Linked DNA regions of Mus musculus: all the other regions are linked to region 1. Evidence: chromatin contacts called from public Hi-C and HiChIP or PLAC-seq data. All regions are on one chromosome and are shown on one strand. Each heading gives the region's core, a stretch centred on a gene start, on an enhancer-like site or on the middle of the called end of the contact. The rest is flanking DNA. Distances are from core to core; before and after follow the strand shown. Region 1 overlaps Ptprn2 (protein tyrosine phosphatase, receptor type, N polypeptide 2). Region 2 overlaps Ptprn2 (protein tyrosine phosphatase, receptor type, N polypeptide 2). Region 3 has its middle 8.5 kb from the start of Gm5441.

The links. Hi-C and Micro-C count contacts between places; a contact is called where the count stands out from the background. HiChIP or PLAC-seq counts read pairs in DNA pulled down with a chosen protein or histone mark.
Region 2: an H3K4me3 HiChIP or PLAC-seq map of embryonic midbrain shows a contact between it and region 1, with 3 times the contacts expected there. The contact joins two enhancer-like sites. A contact is called at or near these places in 6 of 484 Hi-C or Micro-C datasets (embryonic stem cells, forebrain and nephron progenitors), 5 of 115 datasets of contacts at active chromatin or transcription factors (embryonic midbrain, embryonic stem cells and extraembryonic endoderm stem cells) and 1 of 9 other capture datasets (embryonic stem cells).
Region 3: a Hi-C map of forebrain shows a contact between it and region 1, with 2.6 times the contacts expected there. The contact joins two enhancer-like sites. A contact is called at or near these places in 3 of 484 Hi-C or Micro-C datasets (cortical neurons, forebrain and olfactory sensory neurons), 4 of 115 datasets of contacts at active chromatin or transcription factors (embryonic forebrain, embryonic midbrain, embryonic stem cells and 1 more) and 1 of 9 other capture datasets (embryonic stem cells).

Annotation. Positions count from the first base shown.
Region 1 is chr12:117,195,355-117,198,518 of GRCm38.p6, forward strand. The region is part of intron 14 of Ptprn2 (protein tyrosine phosphatase, receptor type, N polypeptide 2); the gene reads left to right. Among named protein-coding and RNA genes, the nearest start is that of Gm10421, 46 kb to the left of the region's middle. Within about 2 kb of position 1,532, at least 79 of the 459 cell types and tissues checked have an H3K27ac peak or open chromatin away from gene starts, as enhancers often do. A contact at or near this core is called in cortical neurons, embryonic forebrain and forebrain, where this site is marked.
Region 2 is chr12:117,038,031-117,041,194 of GRCm38.p6, forward strand. All of the region lies in intron 12 of Ptprn2 (protein tyrosine phosphatase, receptor type, N polypeptide 2), which reads left to right. Among named protein-coding and RNA genes, the nearest start is that of Gm10421, 110 kb to the right of the region's middle. Within about 2 kb of position 1,576, at least 13 of the 459 cell types and tissues checked have an H3K27ac peak or open chromatin away from gene starts, as enhancers often do.
Region 3 is chr12:117,343,904-117,347,067 of GRCm38.p6, forward strand. No RefSeq gene overlaps it. Among named protein-coding and RNA genes, the nearest start is that of Gm5441, 8.5 kb to the left of the region's middle. Within about 2 kb of position 1,543, at least 94 of the 459 cell types and tissues checked have an H3K27ac peak or open chromatin away from gene starts, as enhancers often do. A contact at or near this core is called in cortical neurons, embryonic forebrain and forebrain, where this site is marked.

The DNA.
Region 1 (3,164 bases), core at 282-2,781:
GAGTCCCTTCCCTGCCTCCTGTGGGGCTTTGTTTTGCTTTGTTTTGTTGGTGGTGGTGGTGCTGCTGATGGTGGTGGCGGTTTTTCTATATAGAGAGACCCTAGTTTTAGATGGAGAAAATTACGTTGGCCTGCCCCTCTCTCAAGGATTTGCATGGGACTTCTCTTCGTGTTGTATTCCTGGACATAGCCCTTAGTTCTGTAAATGGATGGCTACCATCTTTCCGATGTCTGTTGTAGAGGAAGACACTTGAGGCTTTCTTTTTTTTATGTTACTAGAAATGCTATGTACAGATAAAGCACAGGGTGCAGTGAAGTGCTGTTCTGCATGGAATCTCATATCCTACTGACCGATGCATCTAAATACCACCCTCATTCTCTGTGCTCAGAAGACAGTCACCTTATGTCCTCAAAGAAGCCAGGCAGGCAGCACAGGTGACATGGCACAAGCCTTTAATTCCCACACTCCAGAGACATAGGCATGAATATCTATATGAGCTCAAGGCTAGCCTGCTCTACATAGAGAATCCAGGCCAGCCAAGGCTGCATATAAGATCTTGTATTTAAAAAAAAAAAAAAAGAAGGAGGAGGAGGAGGAGGAAGAGGAGGAGGAGGAAAAGGAGGAGGAGGAGGAAGAGGAGGAGGAGGAAGGAAGGAAGAAGGAAGGAGGAAGGAGGAGGAGGAAAGGAAGAGCAACAGTTCAGGCAGTGAGCTGTGGAGCTCAGGCAATGAGCACAGGAGGAAATTGCACCTGTACATAGCAGTAGCCTGGGAGATACCCAGGTGGTGTAAGCAGGCAGCCACTGGCAGTCACTCTTTCTTCACCTGTCAAGCCTGGTAAATATATGGCTTGTGACTTGGGCACTTCGCAATATGACTGGCATTGAGCTAGGAAAAGATTAAGAATATGTGATGGTCTTCACTCTAAATTTCACCGTAAAATGTGGACATTCATGCTGTCAGATACTCTATTGGCCCTCACTCAGGTACCTTGTCTGGAATAACCGGATGAGACTGTGTAAGGTGGGGGCCTTCTGGGTTGCATGCTAACTTTTGACTTCATCAACATTTTAGCCATTTTGCTTTTCTAGAAAGATCTGGGGAGGTGGAGAAGAAAGCTAGACCCTGGGGCTCATGTCTTCTGCCTGCTGGAGAATTGAGCACAGGGTTTGGGTTTTGTGTAATGTTGTCTTACTGGTTCCGAGTCGGTTTCTTTGGCTGTGTGTCATTTCTCACAAGCATATAGCCTGTTAGCTTTAGGAAGATAAAAAAAAAAATCAAAGCTCTCTGCTTGCAGTGGACACGCTCAAAATCTCTGCAAATATTCTCTAATGTGTTAGAAAACCCAGTATCCTAACGTTTCATGAGACAAAGCCCCCGCCTGTGTCACTGTCCTAGGTAACCTTGCAGCACTTGCTGGAATTCTTTATTCTTCCTAAAAACTTCATCAGAAAATCGTAATGACTACATCACTGGCACAGAATATAAAAGGCTGCTGCTAAGAAAAGCCCGCTGCTTTGTAACCGCAAGGCTGCTGTGCGTTGCTAAGCAACCATCCCTCCTCTTCCTGCTTCCCAAAGGTTTCCCTGCTCTAACCACTGTCGTCATCCACCGGGCGAAATGTCTCCACTGGGCCTTCTTGTGCTGGGTTGGGGAATAGGAAGGAAAGCTTTGGGTCTTTGAGAACGACAGCTCCTGGTGTTGTGACTTGGAAGCAGCGTTTGGATTTTGTAGACCATCCCATTGGTGTGAGGTGGATGGAGAGCTGGTTTAAACAGATGAATTTTCTGTAACTCTGCATTCAGAAGTATTCCACAGCAGGGGTCTAGGAGGAGGCTCTTAAAGGCACCATTGCCTGACTCTCCAAATGTGGTCGTGGGTGGCAGGCACCACGGTGGTACTCTACAGGGCCCCAGCATGGAGGGAGCAGTGGGTATTGTTTGCTGTGGAAACTGTTTTTTTTTTTTTCCCAGAGAATCTGTTTCCCTGCTAAAAGGGTGGGCTTGGTTATCAGAAGTGCACTTCATGAGTGCTTTTTAAACCCCTTATCCCCTGCCTTTCCCCTTAACCCTTTGGAATACAGCGTTGGTTTACTAATAGAATTTTTAAAAAGATCTCATAGGTTAAAGTACATTCTTTATGTCAAAGGGATATGGTGACAACTGGAATCAAATGGCTACTTTCTAATTTAGTAAGGAACATTCCCCCATCTGTGGTAATACAAATACATGGTAAAATAAAGATTTGCCATGAACCTTTTCATACGTCCTTGTGTGCTATAAAGAGCAAACAAAACCAGCTTTATCCAGCTTGCCTTTTGTAGTTGTCTTCTGAGTTTAGACTTTGCCAAAGCCTGAGAAGGTGGTATCTTTCTCCATAAAGGGTAGTATTGGTGTCTGCTAATCCATCTGCGGTCAAACTTTGATTATCCAAACAGAATGAGCGGATTTGATCGTTCTAAGAGAGGTTTGGGGGATAAGAAAAGAGTGTGGGTCTGTGCAGATGGGCTGAGCTTTCCCTTTTTGTCTTCCTCGTAATTTCTTCTAAAATTCTCCGTGTTTTCAATGTGTGGAGATAACTACATCTTTGGAGCAGCGCAGTAGCTTAGTGGTAATTATTTATTTGACAAATGGCTATTTCAGGACTTTCAAAAAGCAGAAGTCAGTAGAAATATAAAATTGGATTAAAATTCCTTTAGACTTGTTTTTAACCAGAGTAGCTGCAGACTAGCATTAAATGCTACCACTCTGTCAACTGGATTGTTTCTTGTTTTTTTGTTTTTTTTTCCTTTTAAATTGTCTGTATACCAAAATTACAAGGAGAGAAACATACAAAGGATATTTGGTGAAGGCAGGCGGTCTGGGTAAATAGCGTTCCTTTCATTAGCGTATTTCCCTTATTAACTGTGTAATTAATTGTACATAGCTAAGGGAAGCCGTGGAAATTGAGTTTCGAGATGTATCAAAGCTGACTTTGGCTTCACACTTCCATACAATTTATCATTAATGAGGCCCGAGACGGAGGCCCACAATCTATAATTATTACTTACATTTGAATGACAAGCAAAGAATTTTATCAGTAGAGTTTTAAATGAAAAGGGATTAGCAGTCAGTGTCGAAATTGTTAATCTTTTTTTATGAAAATAATTTTGGAGAATATATTTTA
Region 2 (3,164 bases), core at 326-2,825, 160 kb before region 1:
TCAGAAACTGTAGTTTCATCTACACTTCAAGGGCCACATGCTGATGTATAGTCCAGAACCTGCAAAAACCACCCTGCAAAGACTGAATGTCATAGGTTTATACATGATATTACAGATTGTCATGTAAAGACCAAGCTATGAAAAAAAACCTATCACATGGTCAGCTACATGGCAGTGACTGCCTGCAGGGAACAGCCCAGTGGCTGGCCCCCTTAGACGTAAGTGAGCCTTGGATGCAGCATCAGACTACCCTCTAAACTCCTAAGAAGAAATCTCTTGCTGCATAGGAATACTCATTCAACCATACATAAACCATGAAGGTAAACCTGGATGCTTTGACCATGTGGATGGTGTTTTCCAATGTTCTACACTAGCCTTTGACCTTATAAGCACAGGATAATAAGCACTCATCTGACCTTTTTAAGATAACACACAGTTATCATATGTATGCCTATATATTTCTGATGGGCTCATGGCTACTTGCTGTTTAATAAACACAGCTTGGGAGACAGCAACATTATACTCTTTCCAGTTCCATTTTTGTGGGCTTGGGTACTCTCAGGGTCTCTGAAAAGTTTAACAGACCCCCAACCCCTTTATTTGGGCCTAGAAGGAAGATAGCCCAAAGCTCTCCTCAGTTTGTGTGTGTAGGCTTATGCAGGAGCAATGGTCTACCTTCATAAATGCTAGTGTACCCCTTTATCTTCCTGTCTGATCTATGATGTTGAGATTTATTCATTTCAATTTATATTCTTTTTACCTCTGGCATCATGTTTCCATTTGAATCCAAGTCACAGCTTATTTATCTGTCTCTAGAAAGGACACACAGGTATTTCTATGGAGCTCAGATAATGGAAGCTACCTGACTCTAGACACAGGTACTTCTAAAGGAAGATCAGAGGAGCAAAGTAAATGCAGATCTAACCTCCACTTCTCCCTGGCTGAGCCCCTGGGAGGCCTGAGCTTGGATCTCAGTGTCCATTTCTGTCAAATGCATATCCTAAAAAGACTTTGCCACTGTCATTATGAATTCTGATGTGTGTGGTGTAGAAATCATGTTACAGTACCATGTCCATACATCTGTCCATGCAAAAGTGTGTGCACATGTGGGTATGCATGTGGATATGCAAATGAATGTTTGAGCATAGCACTTGCAAACCCTGTATCTGTTATGCATCCACTTGCACATCTGTCCACATAAATGTGTAGCTGTGTGCTTATGTGTGCACACATGTGGATACTGTGTCATTTCCTGTTTCCTAATTCTTAATTTTCTGAAACAAAGTTGCAGCAGGCTCTGAGTGGAGTTCAAGCTTTAGCTCATCATCAGACTCCATCACAATTAACACTTTCTCTGCAGTTATAAATCCCTTACGACGTCACACATGTTACTCACAGAAAAGGAAATGCAGTAACAAAAAGGGTGCGTTTGACTTCCATTTTCCAGCATCTGCTCCAAGTGCATTCATGCAGACAGAGAAGGACCTTGCTCTAAGGCTGAGAATACTGTCAAGGGCTGTCAGAGGCAGTGTTGGAGAGGGCCAAAGCTAACAGCATCTGTCACTCCCAAACTCACAGGGGGCGGAGGGACTCTGTACTGGGAGCCTTTGTTATGTTAACCGCCTTCCTCACCACACCCCATTGTCTGCTCCCCACCAAAGGTTCCTGAGGCTTCTAGAGGCCATGTAGAGATGGTAGCCAAGCTGGACTGGCTATGGCCCATGCTGTCCAGTTCAGTGTTTCTGACTCACAGACAATACAACCCAGAGCCACAGGCCAATCTTGCACATGGAGGCCACTGGCAGATGTGAGCAAGGCTGCATGAACATAAACACTATAAACATGAGAAGCTCTCCCCAGTACCTAACATGTTCTCCAGGAAACCAGGCCTCCTCGTGCTGCTAAATCTCATATGAAGGATTCAAAACAGTTATACCAACCTTCCTGAGATTGGTTAGGCCTCATATAGGTCTCTCTTCTTACAAAACACAGCCTTTATCAACCTCTGACCTTGAAGGGCCAAAAAACAAATATTCCTGAGATCTAGGGGAAGAGTCTGCAGATGCCTAATGATGTCACTGGTTGTGAACTCAAATAATGGGGGAGTTAGGACCAGCTACACATATGGATCCAAAGTCAGATAATGGCTCAGAGGTCAGGTCACCAGCAGTACATAGAGTGAGCCAGACAGGCAATACCCTGATATGGGCATTCTAGGAATGCTCAAGGTTGCCCTCCCCTGCCTTGCCCAGGACCAAGTCCTGTAGCCAGTGCCAGGAGGAAGGACTGAGAAAGATTCTTGTAGGCTGGAATCAGAGAGGAACATGGCTCCTGTTCACATCCCTGGTTACCATGTGCTGTATGCACACAGATCACTGGATCACCTACCAGTTATGAGACAAGGCTGACACGGGGATTTGGGCCCATCCTATGTTGTCACAGGTCAGGCATCAGAGACAGAATCCAGACATGCTATAGTTTGGATCGTAAATGTCTCCAAAAGGTCATTGCTAGAGCATTGGTCCCTGATTGATGGCACTGTAGAAGGTAGGAAGTGGAAATGGATTGTTAGGGGAGTAACTTAGGGGGATTTTTGTTGTTGTTGCACCTTCTTCTCCTCTGTTTCCTGGATGCCATGATGTGAGTAGCTGGGTGAGACCATGCCTGAGATTCAGCCTCATCGCAGTCCAGAAATGGTATCACGTGACCATGGACTAAAACCTCTGAAACAGTGAGCCAAAACAAACATTTCTTCTTTTAAGTTGACTTTTGCTGGGTATTTTGTCATAGAAACTGATGTGTTGTGGACACATAACCCAGCAGAGGTTCCCATAAACCAAGTGCTCAGTCAGGCTAGAGGCACTGAACTGTGACTGGTGCAAACAAGAACTGTGGATTCAGCCAGGGCATGGACACTGACTGTATCTCTTGTTGGGAGGTATCTTCATTTTGAGTTCATGTGAGCATGCTATCCTGGTTCCCAGAGATCAGCAAGCAGGCACAGTTGACCAATCTCTATCAGAGGAAAAAAAAAAATTGGAACAGTAGCTGCTAAGTCACATGGCTCACCTTTCTGTGAATCTCATGGGCAAATCATACACTGAGTCCTACTGTGGCCAGCTTCTGGGGACCAAGACAATATGCATGTCATCCAGACTCCAAAG
Region 3 (3,164 bases), core at 293-2,792, 150 kb after region 1:
GGTTGGTTTTTTTTTTTTTTTTGTATACTTATTAGCCACTTATATTTTTTTATTTTGAGAAGTGTCTATTCAATTCAATCACCTGCTTATTGACTGGATAAGGGGAAGAGAGTTTGGTTTTAATTTTAAAAATGATTTATACAGTCTGGATATTTAATTTCTGGTCACATGGATAACTGGAAAAGGCTTTTTTTTAAGTTTGTTTGTTAAGTAAATAAATCATTTATTTTTATGTGTTCTGGTGTTTTGCCTGCGTGTATGTCTGTGCACCACCTGTGAGTGCCTGGTGCTTGCGGAGGTCAGAAGATCCCCTAGAACTGGAGTTAAAGACAGTTGGCAGCTACTGGGCATTGAAAGCAGGCCCTCTGCAAGAGCAGCCAGTGCTCCTGCCTGCTGAGCCATCTCTCCAGCTCTCTTTTAGCTTTGATGTTCTCCCCCATCCGCTCAGGTGTGGGAAGCATGTATGTGCACATATGGAACCCAGATGTTGGCTCTCCTGCCTTCCCCAGTAACTTATTTTTTGAGACATGGTCTCTCACTGATCCCAGAGGTCACTGTTTTCGTAGACTGGCTGGCCAGTGAGCCCCTGGGATATACCAGTTCCTACTCCAGTACTGGAGGTACAGTCTCACATCCCACACCCAGCGCCTGTGTGCATTTTACCCTCTGAACATCTCTCCAGAGCAAACCAAAGACGTTCCCAAATTGTGTTGGCTGCCTCTTCACGATGCAAAAATCCTGCCAATAGTTCTGAGCAAGCTGTACCACAGCAACACTGCTACCCATCCTGGAGCCCAGAGCTGCTCCACAGGGCACATGGAATGATCAATAGGCATTGAGACTTCCTCCTGACATCCACGCTCATGGACATACACTCTGGATGCTGGAAAGAGAAAGGGTAGGGGACAGAGCTTCTGTCCTCTGACCCGTGACCTCAGGGCAGTGGGGTAGCATCAAAGCCACTATGCTGACAGTGACCCTGCAATGCAGGCCCTCTCTTGCCCTCGCTGTTGCGGGCTTCTGTGCACAAAGATGGCTGGAACCGGGTTGGGGGGGGGAGTGCGGGGAGAGCTATAAATGAGGGAGAGAGAGAGAGAGAGAGAGAGAGAGAGAGAGAGAGAGAGAATGGATGAACCTGAGACCTGGCCTTCAGTGCTTGCACTGTGCCCACAGGAGGAGGCCATGCACTTAGAAAATGTCATGTCTAGTGTTTGTATAAAATGTCATGTTAGTGTTTATATTCCATTTCTCCTCTCAGCACAAAAAGAGAGAGAAAAGCGAGCATGCCCCACAGGGTCACAGGACCAGAGAAAATCCTGCAAGGCCCTCAGCACAAATAGCAGAGCTTGGCCCAGGCCCTTTGCATGAAAATCAGCACCCATCTCAGCAGAAGCCACTGCCAGGGGCAACTGGGGCTTGGACAGCGCTCCGTCAGATTTAAAACTGATTTTTTTTTCTTAAGAAACCAGAAGAAAAGGGGGTGCTTTGAGCTCATCTGCATTACAGATCAGGTCTCTCCGAGAGAATCAGCCATCCATAATTCATTACATGTTTCCTGCCGGGGATGGAGACAGCCTGATCCTAGCAACAGAGTCATAGCAACAGGAGCTGAAGCAGAGCTGCTCCGCCCACCAGGGGGAGGAGAGGAAGGGGAGAGGTGCGCGGCTTCTTGCTCCTCAGGAGGGCTGGCAAAGTTCACCGGGTTATAAAGGAAGATGGAGGCTGAGAGTGGAGGTGGGTTTGAGAAAACTGGGAAAGGCGTGGGTGGGAGACTGAGGGAAAGCATATGAATTTGAGTTGCATAAACTCTAGCTAAGAAGGTAAGAAGCTAGTAAGTAGCGTTTGGAAAGAGCCCTGCCAGCTGCCACACTGCCTGGCGCCCATCGGTATACAGACGGGGGTCACTAAAAGACCACATCACTGTCAATTGTTACAAGAACTGCATAATTCGAGGAGTGCCTGACAGCTAGTGTGAGGGAGTCCGTGGCACTAGAGTGAACATAGTGGAAACGGCGCCCTCGGTCCTCACTTGTTTCATCTGAAGAGTCACCATCTGGAATGAGACTTGCGGTGCGCTCTAGACATACCTGCTGTTTGACCCCCTTGCTATCAAATGGAAAATCCCCTGAACTCTGACCACTTGATCTTGGGATCTGTGGCTCTATGAGGAGAATGTGTTTCTTCTATATTCGGCACAGTCAAGGATGCTGGAAGAGCCACTGGAAACTTCCAAAGTGATGTGGGAAACACCATTGATGGTATATATGGAAGACATTATCAGAGCAACTGACAGCCATGAGCTGTGTGAAAGCCACCACCAGAGCCACTGAAACCTGAGAAGCCACATGAGGGACACCTCTGGGGTTACAGGAACCCTCAAAGCTGTCAGTGCTTGGTCAGTAGAGAATGTGAGCCTTGCCACACCTATGTCTGGACTCAAGCCAGGGTCTTCTGAAATAAGAGCTAGTGCTCTTAACAGCTAAGCTAAGCTCTCTCTGGCTCCCAAACCTTGCTTTTGAAGGCCTCATTTTATTTTATTTTATTAGCCTTTAAAAAGGGTCCTTGTCACAGCAGTTGCCACGCAGTCCCCAACTTTTTGATGGAGCCATGGTTAGATGTACAGCATTTAGTCACCTACATTGTTCTCTAGAAAGTATGACTACTCACAATGCAACAGTGGACTCCAAGCCACTGAGACCAGCATAGAGCTCTCAAACATCACACACATCACTCTTGCCTTTAGCTTGAGGGTGGTCCGCTGACATATGACAACTACAGGCACACTTCTGGTGACAGTATCTCTGCCAGGTGAAGAGAATGCCACCTCGCTTTGCATTCCTTCATTTTCTTCACAGCACACGCCCTCCAGAGTAGCATGCTGGCTGCTGGGGCTCTGGGGATGCGGCACTGATCTAGAAAGAAGAGTTCATGATTTTCTCTGTGTCTGCCCAGATCCTGAGTGAACACCATCCCGCCTTTGTGCTGCCTTCACAGCCACACGAAGATGAAAGTGTCTTAGGATATACCCTGGAGCTATGCCAAACTGCTGGATTGAAGGTTATCAGTGCCCTGGAAAGCTCCCAGTGCAAATGGAAAACTGTGATACCCTGCAATCCCTCCTCCCGCTGTACCCCTAAAGCCAAGAGGGGTTCTGAGCAGCACAA